Regions from separate parts of the Sus scrofa genome. Here region 1 is linked to region 2. Evidence: chromatin contacts called from public Hi-C data. All regions are on one chromosome and are shown on one strand. Each heading gives the region's core, a stretch centred on a gene start, on an enhancer-like site or on the middle of the called end of the contact. The rest is flanking DNA. Distances are from core to core; before and after follow the strand shown. Region 1 has its middle 32 kb from the start of CCNL1. Region 2 has its middle 60 kb from the start of TIPARP.

Evidence for each region. Hi-C and Micro-C count contacts between places; a contact is called where the count stands out from the background.
Region 1: a Hi-C map of skeletal muscle shows a contact between it and region 2, with 3 times the contacts expected there. The contact joins two enhancer-like sites. A contact is called at or near these places in 1 of 47 Hi-C or Micro-C datasets (skeletal muscle) and 1 of 2 datasets of contacts at active chromatin or transcription factors (alveolar macrophages).

The regions. Positions count from the first base shown.
Region 1 is chr13:96,971,234-96,974,546 of Sscrofa11.1, reverse strand. No RefSeq gene overlaps it. Among named protein-coding and RNA genes, the nearest start is that of CCNL1, 32 kb to the left of the region's middle. Within about 2 kb of position 1,791, at least 20 of the 83 cell types and tissues checked have an H3K27ac peak or open chromatin away from gene starts, as enhancers often do. A contact at or near this core is called in skeletal muscle, where this site is marked.
Region 2 is chr13:96,554,934-96,558,068 of Sscrofa11.1, reverse strand. No RefSeq gene overlaps it. Among named protein-coding and RNA genes, the nearest start is that of TIPARP, 60 kb to the right of the region's middle. Within about 2 kb of position 1,443, at least 2 of the 83 cell types and tissues checked have an H3K27ac peak or open chromatin away from gene starts, as enhancers often do. A contact at or near this core is called in skeletal muscle, where this site is marked.

The sequences.
Region 1 (3,313 bases), core at 542-3,041, 420 kb before region 2:
CTGCCTATGTTATTCCTTGAGCAATGACAACACTGGCAAGTGTCATCTCTTGTGTCCAGCCTAATTCTTCAACAACTCCAATCAGAGCTGGGACTGTCCTTTATACACACTCTAGATGCCTAGTCTTAACCAGGGACCCAAAACAGTCAGTACTAAGAACTTTTTTTTTTTTTTTTTGCTTTTCAGGGCTGCGCCCGCGGCATGTGGAGTTTCCCAGGCTAGGGGTTGAATCAGAGCTGTAGCCGCTGGCCTACGCCACAGCAATGCCAGATCCAGATCTGCATCCTATACCACAGCTCACGGCAATGCTGGATCCTTAACCCCTGAGCGAGGCCAGGGATCGAACCCACAACCTCATGGTTCCTAGTTGGATTCCTTTCCACTGTGCCATGATGGAAATGCCTAGAACATAACTGTTGATGACAAACTAACTGAAGTCCATTCCCAAGTATTTATGGAGTATTTACCAAATGTCAGGTGAGGGTCCAGGGCTCTGGGAACAGGGAGGTGATTTAAACCCAGCCCCATACTGAGGGATCTCCTTCAAAGGCCCGGAAGAGTTTGTGCACCTTTCTAAGTTAAGCATCCAATTCCTAGGGAAGGACTTTGAGTCTGGTGCACTGTGTCTCGAATGGGAGGCAAAAGCCAAGTCCACAGCCCAGAGCCTTTCACCCTGGAGAGTACATAGCATGGCCTTGAGTGCCCAGGGACCCTGAGGCCACTCGGACCTCCCAAGCTGTTCCAACCACCAGCACCTGAAGACTGGCCAGCAAGCAGCCCTTGCTCTCATGGGGGTAGGAGACTGTGAGCGCAGAGATGACCATGCTCTGACCACGAGGGGGCAGTGTTGGACCGCGGATGGCAGAGAACTCAGCACGAGATAGATTCCCTGGTGACTCACTCCAGCAATGCGGTATCTGCATGATTTGTTTTTGGGTGGAGTGGAAAAGGAGAGAATGGGTCGGAAAAAATGAAAGCATCCCTTCAATTTGCAAACTGCCACAGTCATGAGTTCAACCAATGTTCAACCGCCTCAAGTATTTTTAGTGCAAAGAAATGAGGTGATGAGAGTTTCAGAAAACAAGCACTGTCGAAAACCCCAAATGATAATTGACGAAACACTATGCATTAGCAAAAGTTTACTCTTTCTCTTGCAAAAACAAACTGACATTCCCCCCACCCAGGAACAGGAAAGCTTTCAGAAGTTAAAAGAAATATACAGTTGACTAAGCACCCCCACACACACCCTGCCCCCAAGAGAATAAAGAACCTCCCCTCTTATCTGGGTTCAGAACTGGACAGCAACCCCAGTGTGGGCACTTCATAAATATTCAATGATGAAGATGTGGAGAGTGCAAAGGAACCATTTTGTCATTTTAAGAACCCTTCTGAAATGCCGGTGATGGAATCAGGATCTGAACTATCCTTTGCAAATCTTGAACATTTCAGAAAAGCCCAATTCAGCTGGTCATGAGGGATGAAACCAAACAGGGACTGGATTAAAGTCTCCAGGAGTTTGGGGTTGTGACTGTCCTTACAAAGAGCAGAGCAAACTGAAGCAGTGGGTGGGATTTTTTTAAACCACCACTCCCCAAACCTCCAAGCCACTGGGATTCAGTGAGTCCCCTTTGTGGAAAAGTTCTGCCTTGCTCCCCTGTACCCTGGCTGCGCAGGCTATGCCTGTGAACACACAGTTAACGTCGGAGCAGGGTGCGGCAGTCCCTGGGCCATCTTCCACCATCCCCAGCCTGCTGTGTCAACTGAGCTGAGGGACATTCGGAGAGAACGTGGTGAAACCAACACATTGGTATGTTGCCCTGTCAAGGTCTGCTTGTTTTGGCCCCGGTACACATGGCCTTGGCCCGTGTCATCTTGATAAACAGAGATGAATGCACCTCAGTAACCATCGCCCAGACTGCTTGGGTCGGTGAGGCTGTATTCTGGTGGAATTGTGCCCGCGGGGCTTGGAGATCTTCCACAGAGAGCTGGCTCTCTCTGCCCCCACAGAGACCCCTTTCTGGTGCTAAGAAACGCTCTCCGTTTGCCAGTGGTTGACTCAAGCCAGAGCAGGGCGGGGGCAGCCACTGCTTGGGTGTGGGCCTGGCTAACTTAGAATACAGAACAGCCCTATTTCCTCTCACCAGGCCCCCCAAGCTCCACCCACCACACACATGGCCACCCCTAGGAGCAACCTCTAATCCTCCAGGCACTAGAGCTGGGGTGGCAGGGGGGGGGGGTCGCTCCTCCTCCCTGATGGCTTCCCCGTTGCTTGGGCTCCTGGGAAGCTCTGCGGCCGACACCATGATGTAAAGGACAGTAGGCGTCAAAGCCCCCCCTCACAGTCCCTCACAAACTTGCAGCCAGTGGAGTGGTGGTCAGGCCCCAGGAAAACCATGGCATTTGCCACAGCCTTAGCCTGTGTGTGTGCATGTGCACACACACTTCTATTTCTAGCGCTCCCCTTTCCTCACTCCTGCCATGCACCTTGGCAAAACCTGTCCTGTCATTCATCTCTCAGAGACCGACCAAGCACCCACATGCGCAAGACAAACCTTTGCAGAGAGAGGCAGACGGTGGCTCCCTCCTCCCAAATCCAAGAGCCCAGGGAAGGAAAATAGTATTAACTGAGTTCGTGTTTCGTGTCAGAAACTTTAGATGTAGGACTTCTCTCAGTCTGGCCTCTCACCTGAGAGTAAGGCCTCGTTATTGCCATAAGAAGCAAGAGCAGGGACGCTGCCACCTGACTGCCTGAGTTCCAAGTCCAGCTTTGCTCCTGTGACCGTGGCTAGGTGACCTCACCCACATGCCTGCTTCATGGGGAAAATGGGACTCAGGCTATTGTGAGCTCGGAATGACAACGTACATAAAAAGTGCCTAGAGCAGCAGTGTCATGTCATCACATTCTATTAGCTTTATACGTTAAAGAAGAGGAGACAGAGGCCACAGATCGGGTGTTAAAGTGTGGTTCCTGGTGGGCTCCATGCTAATGCTCTCCCCAGTGTTCTTTTAAACATTGTGACGTGTCATTCCCCACCCCTCCCTCACCCCCAGGGATGGTTACAGTGGGCCTTGAAAGTGAGTTTTGGACTAGTGTATGGGAGAGAGTTTGGAGGACCAGAGCCATCTGAGTCTTGTTTGGGCCCTGAAATTGTATCCCTTGAGCTGGGTGCTGCCCGCTGTCGGCGGTGGGCTCTTTCCCCACCTGGGGGCAGGAAGGCCTTGCTGTTATGGGGATGGCTGGCGGCTGGCTCCCACCCCTCCTCTACTCAGAGGCTGGCAGAGACTGCAGGATTCTGACTCGAACCTCCTCACC
Region 2 (3,135 bases), core at 194-2,693:
CACAAAACTGAAGATTGCATGGAGTTGTGGAAAATTCTCCTTATTAAGCAAAGATAAATCTGCATTCCTGTTATAACTCTTGTTACTTGACAAGTGGTTTGAGCTAATCATTTGGTCTCTGTGAGTCTCACTTATACATTGGACTAATTGTCCTCTGTTTGCAGGGTGGTATGAGGCTTGGAAATCACGAATGAAAAGGCTTGGCGCAAAGAAGATCCTCAGAGCCAAGGCTAAGTGTTCCATTAACGACAGTTCTAAGTAGTACCTGAGTAAGAATTCACATATATGGATTGTCTCTGTGTCATTTCAAATGGGTGTCAGAATCTCTTTTTAAAATTTATTTAAATGCTCTCAAACACATAAAAATATAGAAAATAGTAAAATAACTTTCCTGTACTTATTATGTGGTTTCTACAAGGATCAACAGATTGCCTTGCCTTTTTGTAATTCTGTTCAATTTTTTAAATGATGCAAAAAAATGTAACAATCCCTTTGGTAACCTATGTGTGGTACTTTTTAAACACTCCGACAGCTGGTGCTACCTTTGGGGAGAAGGCGAAAAAGGAACACTAGAAAAATGCAGTGTTAAGTCAGCACCCTAATGACAGATAAACATAGTGACTCTCTTGACCTACAAAACTCATCTCAACTCAGCCCGAGTCCACGAGTTATGTCGACAAACAAGCCAGCTGCCTGGCTAGGGTTCCCACTGTTGGTGGCTTTCTATTATTATCTCCAACTGAGACAGACATATTTCCAAAAAGCACAGAGGGACTTGCTGGTCTGAGCACAGGAAGAGTGTGATCACTGGAAAAACCATAAAGTGGGATCACGTCCACCCATCCCTCCTCTGGGCTGCATGTTTTGAGCAGAAAACCATGTCAGAGCAACTCCTTCTCAGGGTGAAGAAAGAAACACTGATGAGGCTGGAACCCCGGATCTGGTGTGCTGGGAGGAAAGTCTGCTATTCCAGAGCGTGAGGGTGTTCATGACAGACCCAGGGATGTGAGCACTTTTACAAGGTGACATGTGGCACTTGTCATTAGTTCCTAAGGCTCAGAGTTTTTGAATCATGAGTCTGATGTGCTAAGACCCCCAGTGAGAATGTTTATTTATTATGTTTATTCATAAGTTAACCATTGAAAACAGACCAGCCTATAAAGAATGATCCTACCCCAAACAAACAAAATACAAACAGGAAGAAAAACAAACAGAATAGTTCAGAACTTAGCTCTGCTGACTGTTCAGAGTATAAATCTGAATTCAGCATCTTCTAGTTCTTTTTCAATGATCCAGGGCTGAAGACAGCTCCTGGGGGGTCAGGAAGGCTGTGCTGCAGCAGCTCTGAAGTCATGGAAATCTGGGACCCTTAAGAGAGTGTGCAGGGACTCGAGGGACCAGCAGCTGTGACTTTAGTTGGGTTGTTTTGGTCCTACCCTGCTCGCCTCAGGAATCTGCTGGGAAACTTCCCAGGAAATTTCACACATGTGGTTGGACACCTGGTCCCAAGAAGACTGCAAAGCACCTGATCCCACTGCGAGCCTGCCTGTCCTTCTAGAAGGGAGGGCTTTCCCACAGTAGAAGCTAGCTTACTGGGAAACTCCCCTTGAGCTTGACGTGTCACCCACTTGCATTCCTGCGGGTCACTTACCTGCCTGCCTGACTCCCAACCTGGAAGTTGATAATCCCCTGAAACAACTCGCTCTGACTACAAAGTGATGAGGCTTATCTCCTGGAGGCAGACCTGGAACTGTCATGTTACCATTCAGTCACACTGGGCAGGGGACGCACTTAGACCACGTTAGAGGACAGAGAGGGCAAAAAGGTGTCATTTTTTACTTAAAGCACTAAAACCTGTTAATCACCATAAAGGAGGGAGGAGGGAGGACAAAAAGGAGAGGAGAAGGGAAGGAAGGAAGTGTGGGCTGCCGGCCACTAGTCACAAATTAGTGAGAAGTCTAGCTCCCAATTTATATTTGTTTTATTTTTTTTTTAATTTTCAATTTTTTTGGGTCTTTTTGGGGCTGTACCTGTGGCATATAGAAGTTCCCAGACTAGGGGTCAAATTGGGGCTGCAGCTGCTGGCCTATACCACAGCCACAGCAACACCAGATACAAGCCGTGTCTGTGACCTACACCACAGCTCATGGCAAGGCTGGATCTTTAACCCATTGAGGAAGGCCAGGGAGCGAACCCACATACTACTCATGGATACTAGTCGAAGTCGTTACTGCTTCACCACCATGGGAACTCTCCAATTTATATTAATTTTAAACTAAAACCATTTACTCCTTTGCTAGAATGGTTTACCATCCTTCGGGTAAAATTTTTGTTCAATCTGATATCAAGAGGGGCGACAAGTTGGCAAAAAAGTGACAATCTTGGGGAGACAATCCCTTAGTGATGCCACATCTTGCCCTGACTGTCTTACAGCTCTTTGTCTTTTTTTAAAAATTGAGGTATAGTTGATGTATAATATTGGGTAGGGTATAGGTATACAATATAATGATTCATAATTTTTTAAGGTTATACTCCATTTATAATTGTAATTAAATATTGGCTATATTCCCTGTGTTGTGCAATATATCCTTGTCATTTATTTTATACTTAATAGTTTGTACCTCTTATTCCCCCACCCCTTTCCCACCCCTCCTCCTTACCCCTCCCCACTGGTAACCACTAGTTTGTTCTCTATATCTGTGAGTCTGTTTCTTTTTTTCTTACATTCACTAATTTGTTTTATTTTTTAAATTATCACATATAAGTGATATCACACAGTATTTGTCTTTCTCTAACTCATTTCACCTAGCATAATGCCCTCCAAGTCCATCCATGTGGTTGTAAATGACAAAATTTCTTTCTTTCTTTCTTTCTTTGGCTGCACCCAAGGCATGAAGAATTTTCCAGGCAAGGGATTAAACCCATACCACAGCAGTGACAATGATGAATCCTCAACTGCTAGGCAACCAGCGAACTCCTTTTTTCCTTTCTTTTTCTTTTTTTCTTTTCTTTTTTTTTTTTTTTAACATTGAAAATACTTTACTTTGGAGTTTTCTTTTGGCACAGCAGGTTAAGGATCCTGCATTGTCACTGCAGTGGCTCAGGTCACTGCTGTGCTGCAGGTTCAGTCCCTGG